Regions from separate parts of the Mus musculus genome. Here all the other regions are linked to region 1. A link is a contact called in public Hi-C, HiChIP or PLAC-seq and promoter capture Hi-C data. All regions are on one chromosome and are shown on one strand. Each heading gives the region's core, a stretch centred on a gene start, on an enhancer-like site or on the middle of the called end of the contact. The rest is flanking DNA. Distances are from core to core; before and after follow the strand shown.

Evidence for each region. A called contact is a pair of places that touch in the nucleus more often than the background predicts. HiChIP or PLAC-seq counts read pairs in DNA pulled down with a chosen protein or histone mark. Capture Hi-C pulls out chosen DNA fragments and counts their contacts.
Region 2: an H3K27ac HiChIP or PLAC-seq map of embryonic stem cells shows a contact between it and region 1, with 11 times the contacts expected there. The contact joins the promoter of Cachd1 here to the promoter of Nfia in region 1.
Region 3: a Hi-C map of cardiomyocytes shows a contact between it and region 1, with 7 times the contacts expected there. The contact joins the promoter of Junos here to the promoter of Nfia in region 1. A contact is called at or near these places in 2 of 39 promoter capture datasets (the C10 cell line and embryonic stem cells), 4 of 484 Hi-C or Micro-C datasets (CD4 T cells, CD8 T cells, cardiomyocytes and 1 more), 1 of 115 datasets of contacts at active chromatin or transcription factors (cardiomyocytes) and 2 of 9 other capture datasets (adipose tissue and embryonic stem cells).
Region 4: a promoter capture Hi-C map of liver shows a contact between it and region 1, with 2.8 times the contacts expected there. The contact joins the promoter of BC062258 here to the promoter of Nfia in region 1. A contact is called at or near these places in 1 of 39 promoter capture datasets (liver), 1 of 484 Hi-C or Micro-C datasets (B cells) and 1 of 9 other capture datasets (liver).

What each region holds. Positions count from the first base shown.
Region 1 is chr4:97,775,302-97,779,295 of GRCm38.p6, reverse strand. Nfia (nuclear factor I/A) reads right to left here and starts at 1,670. Exons shown (of 11, transcript NM_010905.3): 1 at 1,302-1,670. The coding sequence starts at 1,328. It overlaps Gm38709 (a long non-coding RNA gene), which reads left to right and starts at 1,873. Exons shown (of 5, transcript XR_003955232.1): 1 at 1,873-2,267; 2 at 3,073-3,170; 3 at 3,483-3,994.
Region 2 is chr4:100,774,535-100,778,528 of GRCm38.p6, reverse strand. It overlaps Cachd1 (cache domain containing 1), which reads right to left and starts at 1,850. Exons shown (of 27, transcript NM_198037.1): 1 at 1,161-1,850. The coding sequence starts at 1,400.
Region 3 is chr4:95,050,198-95,054,191 of GRCm38.p6, reverse strand. Junos (a long non-coding RNA gene) reads right to left here and starts at 1,875. Exons shown (of 5, transcript XR_867920.3): 1 at 1,810-1,875. It overlaps Jun (jun proto-oncogene), which reads left to right and starts at 1,970. Exons shown (of 1, transcript NM_010591.2): 1 at 1,970-3,994. The coding sequence starts at 2,921. The coding sequence ends at 3,925.
Region 4 is chr4:99,927,473-99,931,466 of GRCm38.p6, reverse strand. BC062258 (a long non-coding RNA gene) reads right to left here and starts at 1,649. Exons shown (of 2, transcript XR_003955079.1): 1 at 1,453-1,649; 2 at 1-822. It overlaps Pgm1 (phosphoglucomutase 1), which reads right to left and starts at 2,016. Exons shown (of 11, transcript NM_028132.3): 1 at 1,656-2,016. The coding sequence starts at 1,901.

The sequences.
Region 1 (3,994 bases), core at 421-2,920:
ATAGCCAGTGTTATTACTGTTAGATACTGCAGTAAGAAAGGAAGTCATATGGGAAATAAATCCAGACTCTACAGCGGAGAGGAAAAGCTACTGATACGTCCAGCCTTCCAAAGTATTCCCGGTAAACCGTTAGCTCCAACTCATTGAAGGCACAGTGGTAGCAGGGTTTTGAGGGAGTCGTGAAGAAACCTTGTGCTGGAAGCATATAACTTCATGTAGGTGATTACTGGCCAGGGTGCAATGTTTTAAAGCCATATAAAGACTCGTACTTAAAGAGAAAAATTAGCGCAAATCACTCTGACTTTATGCCTTTTAGTCAGAGAAAATAAATAATATATTCAAACGGGACCAGATCCGGAGCCGCAAAATAGCAGTGTTTCCTTGCTGCTGGTGCAGACTCGACCGGGAGGGATGGGCTGGGAGGCTCGGGCAGGAGGGGCAGGCGGAGGGGCACCAGGCCCCACGCCGCGAGTGGGGCTGCAGGGAAAGTTGCCGGGTCCTGCTGGCTGAGCCGCCCGGGGCTTGCCTAGGCGGCGGCGGCGGCGGGGCAGCCGACTCGGGCCCTGGCCGCCGCTCGCCCTCGAGCCGGAGTCCCACTCCGCCCGCAGCGGCCCAGCCCGGCCCGACCCGCGGCCTTGGCGGCTCTGTGGCCTCCGCGGCGTGGGCTCGCCAGACCCCGAAACTTTCGCCTGGGGGTCGCGGGCAGGAGGCAAGGACAGCAAGGTCCCGGGCCGGCGCGGGGAGTGCGTCTCCGCAGCCCACGGACTAAGGCTAGCACTGCCCGCCCGCCGCGTCCGAGGGGCGCTGCCCGGGCCGGCCCGCAAAGCTGGCACAAAACAAAAGTAAGAGTTCGGGGCGTCGGCGGGGGGCGCGGCGGCGCGGGAGGACCCCGGCAGCCAGGGCGCCCCGGGTGCAGCCGGCGTGCGGGGCTTGCGGGGCTCAGCCGCCCCTCCCTGGAGCGGAGGAATCGCGGGCACCGCGCTCCGCGCCGCAGCCGCCAGAGTCCAGATTGCAGCGTGTCAGGGGCTGCAGCCGCGGACACACGTGCGGGGCGCCCGCAAGCCCCGGCGGAGCTCCGCAGTCCGGCGCCCCGATATTAATTAACGCATTAATAAGAGGGCGCCATTAGCCATGTGCCCACACAAATGGCCGAGCAGGAGGAATGCACCCGCATGGAAACAAAGTTACTTTCTTAAAGCTGCAGCCCCCCCCCCCGCACACGCGCGCGCACACACAGAAACACGCGCAGACACGGCTCCCGCCGAGGCACACGGCCGCCCCGCGCCCCCGCAGCTGCTTACCTGGGTGAGACAGAGCGGAGAATACATAACTGCCGGGCGGCGGGGGGTGCGTGCACGTCTGTGTGCGGGCTGGAGGTGTGCGTGAGTGTGGGTGCGAGAGGGAGAGAGAGGAGGAGAGAGCTAGGAGGGGGGGAGGAATAAAAAATCAAGCCTGCTTCTTGCGTTCACATTTCCAACTCGGCTCAACTGCAGCAGCCAGCGCTCTTGCCGCTCCACGCGCTGAACTTTAACCCCGCCTAGAGTTTCCCTACACTCCACTATACTGTCTACTGTACGCGGGCGTTAAAGGCATAGCGCACCCTTTCCCGCTCCCGCGCCGGCCGGCCGGGTGCCCGCGAGCTGCCCGCGCGCCCGCCTGCGCCGCGTTCTGCACCGCACCGCACGGCCGCCGCCCGCTCGCGCCGCCGCCGCGGGGGTGTGGGGGTGGGGTGGGGTGGGGGTGGGGGGGCGGGGTGGGGGGGAGCCGGGTGGGGGAGGGGCGGCTGCGGCGCTGACACCGGTCCCCAGCCTGCAGGGCCGCCCGCCCGCCCGCCGCTCGCTCCGCGCTCGCTGCCTCCCGCGGCCCCCCGCCCCCCGCCCCGCTCGGCGCGGTCCCCGGGAACGCGGCGCGGAGCGGTTTTTTCAGCGTGTCCTCCGGGCGGCTATAGGCTGCCACAGGATGTGCTTAAGCAAACAAAACTACTTTTCCTCCTCCCCATCCCCCCACCCGCGCCGCAGCCCTCCGCGGACGTCGGGAGAGGATTGGGGCAACTTTGTCGGGGCGCCCCGCACCCCCGTGGGCCGCGGGTTGGGCTCCCTAGGAACCCCAGAGAAGGGCGCGCGTTACATTTGCATGTATGCAAATTTCTTGTAAAAAATCAGACCTTCTAGGTAACTTTTCCTCCCTTCCTCTGAAATGCGGTAAAGCTCAAAAGCATTGTAATCTCTCCTGCGAAGCTTTCTATGGGAATAGTATCGTCGGGAGAGGTAATATGCACAAAAGCCTGCTAACTTTTCAGCTACGACTCTATAGCAGTCAGAATCTGGGGGTGGGGGGGATAGGAAGATCACCCCAAAGATTCCCCAGATTGCGGGGGAGGAGGTGTCTGGAGAAAGCAAGGAGGAGAGTCATGAGCGAACGCTCTTCTCTCCCAGAACCCAGGAGCTGGTGGGTTTAAACACAAACGCCCAAAAAAGTTCTGTCACGTCAGAAACAACAGTGGTTTAGCTGGGACATTTTTCTGTATACTGAGAAGGAAAACTGTGAAAGGGTTGCCCCCTTAGGAAAGAGATATGTTTGTATCCCCAAATGGGAGCCCAGGACTAACATCTGAGTCCCTGTTCCCCAGACACACTCTTCAAGGGTGCGTCTTTGTGGATCCCAACTTTTCCCTTCCCCAGGTAATAGTTCTCAAGATGGAAAAGAGCTTCCTGCAATTATTTTAGGTTTGCTAAAGTATTGTTTTGGCAGAAGGGGGGGGGGTGGTTTTAGGGTTTGGCACATTGCCAACAAGCCTGCTCTTCCAGCTTTCTTTTTCTTCTGTCCTTCCCTCCTTCCTTCCCTCTTTCTTTTCTTTCTTTCTTTCTCTCTTTCTTTCTCTCTTTCTTTCTTTCTTTCTTTCTTTCTTCCTTAAAAAAAAAAAAACTCAACACTTTCTCTCTAGACTCTCTTTTCTTCTAGAGGGGGAAAAAGTATACCTGTCTCCTCCAAACTCTCATTTTCTCCTCCTCCTCTCCCTCCTGAAGTTTTGCAGCCTTCTGTATTTACCTACCCTTCTTTAAAACTCCCCAGATTCCGACGCTGGCACACAGACTGGGAATCCGCTCCCTGGTGGAGATGACAGGACTAGAGTCTGCAGGCATGCCCACCCGACAGAAGAAAGTGAGGGGGTATGATCACTTTCATTCAGATTTTTTTTTCTAGGTGGGTAAGCCTGCTACTAGAAAAGGCCAAATATAATGTTCTGCTGAGACAGCCGGCAGTCTAAAGTTTGTTTGTTCTCTAGTCCGTTTAGGGCTAATGCTCAAGAATCCATTCTTCTCCCCCTGATTCCCACCCCCTGCTCTTGAATATTCTTGGAATCCATATTATTCCGATTACATATTAAGGATTGAAGGAAAGTAATAGCTTCAACCTTTAGTTAGAACGTCCATTTTCCCAAACTAAGCAACTGCTTTTCCTTGGTTCCTTGTGGCTTTCAGGAAGGAAGAAATGCCCTCCAAGCTAAGAGGAGTTAGAGAAACATTCCTGGCCACGAAACCCTTTGCTGGGATCTATAACTTCAAGACTCTCCAAGTTTCCTCGACAGAAGTTTCTGGCTGAGGGAACCAACATGTAACTGAGGCACAGTGACAAGTTATTGTCCCGTGTGTGTGTGTGTGTGTGTGTGTGTGTGTGTGTGTGTGTGTGCGCGCGCGCGCGCGCGCGCTCTGGGGAAGCTCTCTTCCAAAGTGGATTTTTTTTTTTTTTGGTGTATAGATACACTTCACATCTGCCTCTTTTCAAAACAGCAAAGAATTTTACTTTTGATTCTCAAGGGGATTTTTTTAAATAACTGCCTGTTGCCATGTCTTCTTTTTTTAAATGGGAAAAAGTAATTGAATGCTGATATTTCCACTTTAGAAACTTCTTTTGTTGCAGCAGTGGATGTGCCCGCGATTTCCAGCATTCTGCGGTTAGCAATATTATCTTAAGTAACTTTTGGCGCCCTTCG
Region 2 (3,994 bases), core at 601-3,100, 3.0 Mb before region 1:
GGTTTCTGGGCTCTTTTTCTTTTCTCTCTCTCTCTTTCTCTTTTTCAAGAAAGCCGTCAGAAACCTGAATCCCAAAGAGAAGCAAAACATCTCGCCCGTAGGAGGTGGAATGGTCACTCTAGGTTCGAAATCAGAAACCTATTTTGACACCACATTCCTGAAAACTTCGGCCTTTCGAAGGCCAGTCCCGCCACCATTATTACGGGAATGAGTTAGTTGTCTGGAGCACTAGGCTGTTTCGCTGGCTTGGTACTCGGAGTGTCATCTCATCAGTTCCTAATTGAGTGGGCCTTCTTCGCCAAGAAGATGAGAATAACGGCGCGATAGGATCTCCAGGTGGTTGCTGTCTAGCAATTTTTACAACTGTGGGTTATTAGTAGCATCGTCAGAAATCCTTATCAGCCAAAGGCAATTAATCTACAACCCTAGGGAAGGCCAAAAGACGCAGGGGGAAAAAAATGGAAACCCTATTCACCTTGCCCTTCCCAGCGAAGGCACACACAAACCAGAAATTACACAGCGGACAAGAGGCGACCAATGGCCGCAAGAGCGGAAAGAAAAAGAGTCCCCAGAAGGACTGGAGCGGGGGATCCGCCAGATCAGCCCCTCCCCTCCCCCAAAGCGGCAGGGCAGGGAGAGCGAGCCCCGGTTGCTGGGCCGCCCGGACCCCAACAGTCCTGCGGCCCAGGCGGACAATCTACCTTCGCTCCCTCGCCCACTCGTGCGCCTGGTCTCCAGGACGCTGGGAGGTTTCAAGAGGGTGGAGTGGGGGAGCCTTGGAGAATGCCCCGAGCCGGGCGGGACCGCTGCCTAGGGATGGGAACACAAAGAGGAAAGGGGAGTTTGCAGGAGTGACGAGTGAAAACAAATCTGCGAAGGAAGAGAGTGCAAACTGGGGAAGGAAGCGCGGATAGAGCAGAGAATCCCCAGCCAACAAGAAAGGAGCCGGGGCCGAGAAGAGGGGGAAAGTGGGTGCGGGGCAGAGGCTCTGCAGAAGAGGGCAGCGGCAAATGAGTACACGGGACAGAGAGCACTGGATGTGGTGAAGTCTGCAGGAACCGAGAGGTCCCACAGCCCGCTTGGGCACTCCGTGCAGCGGCCCAGGGCTCTGCGCAGCGGGAGAGCGCTGCAAGTGAGGCGGCGCGAAGGGGGTCGCTTACCTGCATGGTGACCACCCCCAGCTCCTCGGCAGCCAGCCTCCGCATCTGGCTCGCCAGCACTTGCGCCTCGTCCAGGATGGAGAAGTCGGCGTCGGCCACGGCGCCCAAGATCCAGCATGCCACAAGGCAGAGCAGCCAAAGGGGCGGCCGCGGGGCCCCAGGCCAGCCAGGGCAGCGAGGACAGCGGCGGACCACAGCGGCCGGCCTTACGGTCTCCTCTTCCTCCGGCTCGCGGGCCATGCCGCCTCCGGCCACTCCCGCCGACGGGATTCGGGCGCTGGCCGCGGGAGGCGCAGCCCGCCAAACTTTCCTCGTCTCCTGCGCTCTCGGCTCCACGGCGCGGCGGCTGTAGCTGGAAAACTTAGGGGGCGCCCGGCTGCAGCGCGGGCGCGCGGGCGGCCACCATCGCCCGGCGGCAGCGGCTCGAAGACCGCGGCGCCCGCAGGCCGGGCGGGCGGCTGAGAGCACCGGCGGAGCGGCGCCGCCTTCGCTTTCCCGAGTCCCGGCGCAGCCCGGAGACGGCGGCGGCGCCACCAGTGTAGGCGCGGCGAGGCGACCGGGGCGGTCTCCCGGCGAGGAGGGAGAGGGAGGTTTAAAAGACCGAAGTGAGAGAAGAGAAAGGAAAGAAAGCGGCGGGGAAAAGGGAGGTGTCTGGTGCCACCACGCTGCGCTCCGGCTCCGTACACTTCCCGGCTCCGCCGCTGCCGCTGCAGCGGTGATTTATGGAAAGAGGAGGGAGGCGGGGAAAGTCCCGCGCTCGCCCCTCCTCTCCCTCCTTGCACGGGGCGACGCCCTGGGACGCTGGGGGCCCGGGATACTGGGGGACCTCGCTTGCACAGGACCCTTCTGGCCTGAGAAGGGGATCATTTGAGACCTTCCCATAGCTGGCCACGCGACCGCCCCCACCCCCTGACTCGGCCCGTGCAGGAGATCTCGGGTCCCAAGTGTTACAGGTTCCACCCACCCACCACCCAAAGTCCCTTTTAAGTTCGAGAACTCGGGCTTTCTGCCTGACCCAGACCTAGGAAGGGAGCAACTGTCTTTAGAGCTTTAACTCCCTTTCCTCATTTTTTATTAGTAACAATAGCTCGCCCTCGTGGGCACAGCGGACTTGGTTTGTAACCAGCTATCATGTGGCCAGCACAATACTCTGAGGTCTACATTCAGTGTGTGTGACTCATTATCCTTTAATCCCAGGACGAGGCTAAGAGGTTGTATCTTGATCCTGAATTTTCAGGTAACAAACTCCGAGCCTTAGGGAGTTGCAACAAATAGCTGAAGGTCACCCAGGGATAAGCTACTGACCCAGAGTTTAAGCACAAGTATTACTTTCAGGCCTGTGCTCTGACCTTCCACTGGATGTTTCTCTCTCTCTCTCTCTCTCTCTCTCTCTCTCTCTCTCTCTCTCTCTCTCCTCCCTCCCTCCTTCCCTCCCTCCCTCCCTCCCTCCTGCCCTCTCTCTTTGTGTTTGTGTGTATAAATCCATCTGACTCCATTACAGGCAAAAATAACAAATAAAAAATAAAAACGAAAACAAAGCTGAAGTTGAGCTCATAGCATCCTCCTGCTTTCATAAGCATGGCAGGTATGGCTCCTGAGTACTGGATCAGGCTCTCTGAGAGCCACCATAGAGAAACAAGTGTGTGCTGCAGGGCGAGTGTCCCTGTATAAAGCATTCATTCACTTTCCTATAGACTATGAATGTGCTGCTTCAAGAGTCCTAGAAACTACAGCTATGGGTAGGCAAATGTGAGGGGAGGGGGTAACTGAGAATGCCCCCCACCATACTCTTATGTTTGAGTACTTGGTCCCCAATTTGGGGCTGTTTGGGAACAATTAGAAGGTGTGGTCATTTTGGAGGAGTGTGCCACTAGGGATGGTCTTTGAGGTTTAAAAAAAACATTCTGGAGAGATGGCTTAGCGGTTAAGACCACTGACTGTTCTTCCGAAGGTTCAGAGTTCAAATCCCAGCAACCACATGGTGGCTCACAACCATCCATAATGAGATCTGATGCCCTCTTCTGGGGTGTCTGAAGACAGCTACAGTGTACTTATGTGTAATAAATAAACAAATCTTTAAAAAAAAATTCTCAGTTAGCTCTCTCTGCCCCAGGACTGTGTCTGGACACGTGAACTCTCAGCTACTGCTCCAGAAACATGCCTGTCTTTCATCATGCCCCCCCCCCCACATCCCCTCTATGATAGCCATGGATTCTAACTCCCTGAAACCATGAGCCCCAAATAAAACATTTTATTTTATGAGTCGTCTTGGTCATGATGTCTTATCATGGCAATAGAAAAGTAACAAATACAACAGGTTATAGGGTTTGCCTACGTTAACTACCAGAGGCGGAGCAGGAAAACAAAACTAGTTATTCTTTGCTTTACTTGATAGTAACGCCTTCCAGTTTCTCTCTTTGATTTTTAAGAACTCAGTCATAGCCAGGCAGTGGTGGCACAAACCTTTGATCTCAGCACTTGGGAGGCAGAGACAGGCAGATTTCTGAGTGTGAGGCCAACCTGGTGGTCTACAGAGTGAGTTCCATGACAGCCAGGGCTATACAGAGAAACCCTGTCTCAAAAAGAAAAAAAAAAAATCTTAGTAATAAAAACTGAGCTTCTGAGCTGAAGAAAGAACTCAGTTAATAAGATGCCTACTAGGTGCAAGCATGAGAACATGAATTTTGATCCCAGCACCCAAGTAAATACTAGGCATGATGGTGTTTCTCTGTAACAAGGTGTAGGTGAAGGGACAGCAGAGATGTGTGGACCCAGCTTAGCCAACCTGAGCTCTGGACTCAGTGAGAAACCCTGTCACAAAAAAAAACCTTAAG
Region 3 (3,994 bases), core at 626-3,125, 2.7 Mb after region 1:
ACTTAAACTGCTTGGAGTAACTGGCAGATAGGTGGTGTTTAGTGGACGAAACTTATTTTATTACTGTTATCATAAATCATGTTAAGTATGAGCTCCTTGGCAAAAAAAAAAAAAAAAAAAAAAAAAAAAAAAATAGGGCTGCGGACAGAGGAACTCGGTTTCCATTTGGGGGAAGTAAATGGCTCTAGACTTCACAGAAACCCTGCTCTACCCTGCCCCCACCAAGGTCAGCGCTTGACTGGTAGCAGCCAGTTACCCTCTGCAGCCGGCAGTGAAAAAGAGCTGGCGGGTTTCCCACCGATACCAGCTGCTATTGGGTTCTGAATACTCAAAAGGCAAAATATCTTAAGGCTTCAGGGTACAAACCCTGAGCTGAGTTCTGAGGCAGCAAAGTCCAAATTAGAACCTTTCTAGGTCCAACTTCAAACTTCAAGTCCTAGGCTGAAGGGAGGCTTAAGGGAAGAGTTGGCTCCCGGTCCTTTTTCTATCTTGCTTACGGGCTCCTGCCAAATCTCAACCCAGGATCCTCCAAATCACCCCACCCCCACCCCACCGACGGCCCAGGGTAACTCCGAAGCTGGTAGGGAAGGGGGCTATTCTCAGAGTCAAAACTAATGCCTGGCAGCCCGGTGTAGTGGACCTCATTCGCTCTACTTCTAGATGAGACCAATAAAGCTCAGAGAAGTTCTGAGATTTGCCCTTATGCCCTGGGAGAACCAAGCTTGCCACCTCTTTAGTCCTGAGGGGTGGAGGGTGGAGGGCTGATAGCAGAACCTTAGAAAAGAAATAACTTACATGTGTCTAGCGCTTCCTAGAGGCCGCACAGGATATGACTCCACCAGTGAGCGGGGAGGGGAGTTTTCAGCCTGTTTCTACCAGGGACTCCTGCTTAAGCACCGTGACTTGGGGCGAGTCCGCAGCTCTCAAGGCTTGTTTTCCCAGAAGCAAATCAGGGAGGGAGGAAGGGCGGGCGCAGACTGAGTGTGCGCGGGACCGTGTGTATGTGCTAGCGCAGGCGATCGCCGAGGTTTCCTGAGTTTCGAACCTTTATATGTTGCTTTCGACACCCCATGGGCGCTGGGCTAGCATCTTTCACACCTAGAGGAGGGGTCCCTCGGAGGCAAAGCGAACACCCCTCCCCCGGCACGTCCAGAGAATAAAGTGTTGTGCCGGGGACCCTGATGAGTCGGTTCCGAACACCGCAAATCTCTGGTTTCCAGGTACAGCACACTGCGGCGCAGATCCTTCTCCGAAACTAAACTTCCAAGCATACTCATCTTGGAGGGCTACTCTCAAACCCGCTCAACTTCAACGCACTTACGTGCTCCCACACCCAGGGCGCACACAACCCTTTTAACCCGCATCGCTCTGTCCCCCGGAAGTGCGGGGGTGCGGAGCCAGCTTCAGTCACTCAGATCATTCAGCCCTTTCTCGGGCGTGCGTGCGTGTGTGTGTGTGTGTGTGTGCCCGCGCGCGGGCGCGCGCCTGTGTGCAACCTTCACTCCCACCCAAGCTCTCCGCCCCCGGCCACTAGCGCGCCTCCCCTGCTTTCTGGATCCCCGCGTCTCGGTCCCAGTCCCCAGCCCTGAACTTGAGCCCGCCTCCGACAGACTCCGCAAGGGTCCTGCCGACCGGCAGCCTCCGTCACTAGACAGCCAAACCAAGACGTCAGCCCACAATGCACCGGGCGGGCCGGGAAAGACGCGCCGGGGAGGGAACCCGGGAACACAAGCCGAAGCTGAGCGCGGGAGGGGGGGGGGGGAGGAGGAGAAAGAAGGGCCCAACTGTAGGAGCGCAGCGGAGCATTACCTCATCCCGTGAGCCTTCGCGGGCCCAGAGAAGAATCTTCTAGGGTGAGGTCTCCATGGCGACGGGTGGGCCCGCCCCCCTGAGAACGACGCAAGCCAATGGGAAAGCCTCGGGGTGACATCATGGGCTATTTTTAGGGATTGACTGGTAGCAGATAAGTGTTGAGCTCAGGCTGGATAAGGACTCAGAGTTGCACTGAGTGTGGCAGAGACAGCCTGGCAGGAGAGCGCTCAGGCAGACAGACAGACAGACGGACGGACTTGGCCAACCCGGTCGGCCGCGGACTCCGGACTGTTCATCCGTTTGTCTTCATTTTCTCACCAACTGCTTGGATCCAGCGCCCGCGGCTCCTGCACCGGTATTTTGGGGAGCATTTGGAGAGTCCCTTCTCCCGCCTTCCACGGAGAAGAAGCTCACAAGTCCGGGCGCTGCTGACAGCATCGAGAGCGGCTCCCGACCGCGCGAGGAAATAGGCGAGCGGCTACCGGCCAGCAACTTTCCTGACCCAGAGGACCGGTAACAAGTGGCCGGGAGCGAACTTTTGCAAATCTCTTCTGCGCCTTAAGGCTGCCACCGAGACTGTAAAGAAAAGGGAGAAGAGGAACCTATACTCATACCAGTTCGCACAGGCGGCTGAAGTTGGGCGAGCGCTAGCCGCGGCTGCCTAGCGTCCCCCTCCCCCTCACAGCGGAGGAGGGGACAGTTGTCGGAGGCCGGGCGGCAGAGCCCGATCGCGGGCTTCCACCGAGAATTCCGTGACGACTGGTCAGCACCGCCGGAGAGCCGCTGTTGCTGGGACTGGTCTGCGGGCTCCAAGGAACCGCTGCTCCCCGAGAGCGCTCCGTGAGTGACCGCGACTTTTCAAAGCTCGGCATCGCGCGGGAGCCTACCAACGTGAGTGCTAGCGGAGTCTTAACCCTGCGCTCCCTGGAGCGAACTGGGGAGGAGGGCTCAGGGGGAAGCACTGCCGTCTGGAGCGCACGCTCCTAAACAAACTTTGTTACAGAAGCGGGGACGCGCGGGTATCCCCCCGCTTCCCGGCGCGCTGTTGCGGCCCCGAAACTTCTGCGCACAGCCCAGGCTAACCCCGCGTGAAGTGACGGACCGTTCTATGACTGCAAAGATGGAAACGACCTTCTACGACGATGCCCTCAACGCCTCGTTCCTCCAGTCCGAGAGCGGTGCCTACGGCTACAGTAACCCTAAGATCCTAAAACAGAGCATGACCTTGAACCTGGCCGACCCGGTGGGCAGTCTGAAGCCGCACCTCCGCGCCAAGAACTCGGACCTTCTCACGTCGCCCGACGTCGGGCTGCTCAAGCTGGCGTCGCCGGAGCTGGAGCGCCTGATCATCCAGTCCAGCAATGGGCACATCACCACTACACCGACCCCCACCCAGTTCTTGTGCCCCAAGAACGTGACCGACGAGCAGGAGGGCTTCGCCGAGGGCTTCGTGCGCGCCCTGGCTGAACTGCATAGCCAGAACACGCTTCCCAGTGTCACCTCCGCGGCACAGCCGGTCAGCGGGGCGGGCATGGTGGCTCCCGCGGTGGCCTCAGTAGCAGGCGCTGGCGGCGGTGGTGGCTACAGCGCCAGCCTGCACAGTGAGCCTCCGGTCTACGCCAACCTCAGCAACTTCAACCCGGGTGCGCTGAGCAGCGGCGGTGGGGCGCCCTCCTATGGCGCGGCCGGGCTGGCCTTTCCCTCGCAGCCGCAGCAGCAGCAGCAGCCGCCTCAGCCGCCGCACCACTTGCCCCAACAGATCCCGGTGCAGCACCCGCGGCTGCAAGCCCTGAAGGAAGAGCCGCAGACCGTGCCGGAGATGCCGGGAGAGACGCCGCCCCTGTCCCCTATCGACATGGAGTCTCAGGAGCGGATCAAGGCAGAGAGGAAGCGCATGAGGAACCGCATTGCCGCCTCCAAGTGCCGGAAAAGGAAGCTGGAGCGGATCGCTCGGCTAGAGGAAAAAGTGAAAACCTTGAAAGCGCAAAACTCCGAGCTGGCATCCACGGCCAACATGCTCAGGGAACAGGTGGCACAGCTTAAGCAGAAAGTCATGAACCACGTTAACAGTGGGTGCCAACTCATGCTAACGCAGCAGTTGCAAACGTTTTGAGAACAGACTGTCAGGGCTGAGGGGCAATGGAAGAAAAAAAATAACAGAGACAAACTTGAGAACTTGACT
Region 4 (3,994 bases), core at 400-2,899, 2.2 Mb before region 1:
CACAACAGTGCTACAGGGAATGAGCAAGCAGAGTCACCCTCCCTGAGGGGGCGTTTCAGCAGAGAGGCGGAAGCAGCAGGGCTTAGACGACGATAAGGTGGCGAGTGGCAGTGTAGGAATCCTGGAACTATTAGAGTTTGGCCAAAGAGGGAAGAGCAACAGGCCAGTGGCTAATGCGTGATGATGTTTAGTAACTTTCTGTTGTTGTCTTCACGCTTTCCTTCTCACTCCACAGTACTCCCAAAGTGGCAGAAATCCATTTGAACCCTAAAACTCACACTATGCTAAAAGCTCCTACCGACAAGGCTCACTCCTGCCTGGGAGCCTTCCTTTTCCCCACCCATTCTCTGTCCTGGGCATAGGCCAGGGGACTGCTGAATGAGGCCCCTGTGAGCAAGGGTGGAGCTGAAGGGATCCTCCCCACAGAGCTGACCGGCCTCTCTCCCACATGGAAAGCTGTGGTGGTCTGAACACTCCTGGGCATACAGATACAAATCCCAACTTCTTTCTCTGTTTGTCAATGTCTGACCCATCCAGGAAAGTCTACATACAGAGCTCAGTTTAGATCTTGAAAACTGGAAAAAGAAGGTCTTGCAATTTATGAGTCCCTCGATTTTCAGAAGCCACTCAAGTGGTACCGGAAGGTCCGTGCTGGATTCAATGTTCCCGTTATAGTTTTGGTAAATTCTTTAACCTGCCCAGGCTTTTTAGTACTCTCCTCGGTGACTTTAAAGTACCCATAATAGCGTCTTCCTTATAGGGCTTCAAGAGGGTTCTTGAGACACACCAGTGAAATGTTTGTCACGGTGCTTGGCAAGGCAGCTTGAAATAAGTTGAAATACAAGTTATTGTTGAAGGGAATGGGCCCCAGAGGAGCTGAGAGAAAGTCCAATGTTATTGTAAATATACAAAGAAAACGTGTTCCTTAAAACTTCTTTTAAAGTATCTTGTAGAAACAAATAACCAATTCCAAATCCACATTTACAAATCATCAGATTTATAGGAGAAAAAAAAGTTTCACCTCTCTAGTGGACCTGCTCAATTAAGACAGTTAACCTTCTTAACCAGGGGGCGGAACTGGGGGCGTTGCATTAATTTCCTGGCCTGTCAGGACAGCTTGCATAAGAGAGCCCTTGGGTATATTGTTATTGCTTTAATGAAAATTCAGGTCCAGCCCCCTTGGTGGAACAGGTCCAGCAGAGACTGGACTTTTCAAAAGCCTGAACCCAGGCAGCAGGCCCGGCAGGGGAGGAAGCGCCTTTCCCAAGCCAACCAGAGGGCAGGGAGAGAGGCTTGGCACCTGCGGGCCCAGATCGCTGGCTTAACGCCCCAGGGGGATGAGTGCTCCGGTCACCCCGGCCCTCCCAACACCTGGCCTCGAGTCAGCGGGAGGTGCCCCAATCCCAGACCAGAATAGCACAGCGCCACGCAGGGTCTGCACGGCGGGCTCACCTTTCCCCGGCATAGCCATTGCGAAACGTGGGGTGTGGGGGGATGGGGTGGACGGGAAGCCGAATAGGGGTGTGGGGGCGGGGGTACTGCCAAGGTCAAGGGAGCGTGCGCGGGGCGGGGACGGGATGGTGGCGCGCACGGAAGCGCCGGCCCAGAGAAGCCCGCACGTAGCACACGCTCAGCCCGGCCCGCGCGTCCCTTACCCCGTTGGCTGCAGCGATGCGTACGATGAGCTGGATGGCCTCGGTCATGTAGAAGCGGCCGTCCCCGCCCACAACCAGCGTGGCCTCCTGCCTCAGCGCCGGCTCCACGGTAGAGACGATGCTCTGGATGAAATTCTCCGCATAGTTGGCGTTGCTCTGGAAAACCTTCACTCGCTTCCGCAATCCGCTGGTGCCCGGCTTCTGATCCGGATATGCCTGCGTCTTCACTGTCACGATCTTCACCATGGTGGCGGTTGGCTGCGAGGCGACAGTGGCTGCGGCTCTGGCTGCTGCAGAGGGCTCAGGGTCCGCTCTGCTCTTGCCCTGGAAACGATGGCCCAGGGCCTGCCCACGGCCCGCCCACTTCGCCAAAGTCCGGCTGCCTGGGAAGAGGGACGGGTCACGGGGTCGAGAGGGGCGGAGTCTCCCCGACTGACACATCTCTACCTGAGCCAATGGTCTATATAAAGAAACTAGCTCTTTAACTGGAGAGCAGAGCTTCATCTATCGATCATAGTGCAAGGACGAAGAGTTCAGCACGTTACTGTGATTGGACTAGAGTGTCACGTATACATTCCAGAAGCTGGTCTAAAAGACAGAAAAGCCATCCTCCGACTTTTTTTTTTTCTGCAAGGACAGGCTCAACCCCAAAGTTATATTCAGCTTTCTACTTTTTATGTGTTTGCTGTGGGCCACATGCTACTTCATTAGTGATTGTGGATATCCGAAGAACTGATTTGTTTAGTGTATAGTTTCTAGATCTTCCAAAAGTACGGGTTTTATTTTTCCGTGCTTCTGCTCACAACACTGAGAAATTCCGATAATAAAATCCTTCCTCGCCGGGCGGTGGTGGCACATGCCTTTAATCCCATCACTTGGGAGGCAGAGGCAGGCAGATTTCTGAGTTCGAGGCCAGCCTGGTCTATAGAGTGAGTTCCAGGAAAGCCAGGGCTACACAGAGAAACCCTGTCTCGAAAAACAAAACAAAATCCTTCATCACTTGAGGAAGTTCAGCTCAGTTTGGGTCTGAACAAGCCAGGCAGGCTCTTACCAGGGTTGGCCTGTCTGTCATCCATCACGTTTGACAACTAGGAAATGGAAACTTTGAAGGCAGCCTAGATAAACATAGATACAGCTATAAGGCGTCAAAGGATTACTGTGACAGCGGACCCAGTGATTGTGAAAACAGCAAGAGCTAAGGCAGTCAAAAAGGATTTGATTATTCGGTAGGAATATTTTCTTCTGCCTTTCTTAGTTTTTTTTTGTTTTTGTTTTTGTTTTTTTGTTAAGAGTCTCTGCTTGACAAATGTGTCATTTTAGTATACCAAGAAAACAAATACCTTTAAGAAAGTTAAGTCTGTGAGTGTCCATCTTAAACAAATGTAAAACCTTTCAAAAAGGATTTCTGCAAGAAAGAGGTTGTGGTGATGATGACTGTGCCTGTATTCCTACACACACACACACCCAGAGAGAGAGAGAGAGAGAGAAAGAAAGAGAGAGAGAGAGAGGGAAAGAGAGAGAGAGAGAAACATTCCATAGAGGCATAGACCTATACAGACTTGAAATGACCCCAGCTTAGTACAGTCCACGTGAAATCAGTATTAGTTGATGCAGTCATCAGACTGTACTTAAAACCTATCAAGCCTAAAATTATCAGCTCCTCTCTCCAGTTGCAGTACTAGAACATACTGATAACCCATGAACTGAGCTTGTACTCATACTTTCACAGTGGCTAATTGGTGTCTCTTGATCAAGCAGGGAGGTTGGCTGACATATGTAAGTTCTGCCTCAGAACAAATGCTAATAGGTATATGGATATGAAGTTTATGTGTATACAGCATAGCTGGTTATAATCACTGTCATTGAGCTTCTGTGGTAGCTATGTGGAAACTGACAGCTGCTCATAATTTCTAATATTTTCCTAAGAATTTACAGCTTATAGTCATATTTTTGTAAAGTAAGTTGTGTTTTCAAACTCATTAGGTGAGAAAATTAGTTAAAGGTAGAATAGTGAGTGTGACTGAGATTACCTAACTCAAAAATGAAAATATAGCATAGAATCCTCCAAGTCTTACAAACATCCACTTTAGATTTATATAGTTTACATTAGTGCTTTCACCTAGGTACTAATAAAAAGTACTCAACAAATGGTATCACACAAAGTGCTGGGCTCAGACTCGGAACCCATGCATGCCCTTCCCGAGGTCTTAACTGTCTATGGAAGTATGATGAAGCTGTTCACTTAAGACTGGATCTGTACTTCTCTCACCTCAGAACATGCAGCAGTTAGCTTCAGCCACATAGCAAATCCATCTAAAACTTATTAGCTTAATACATCC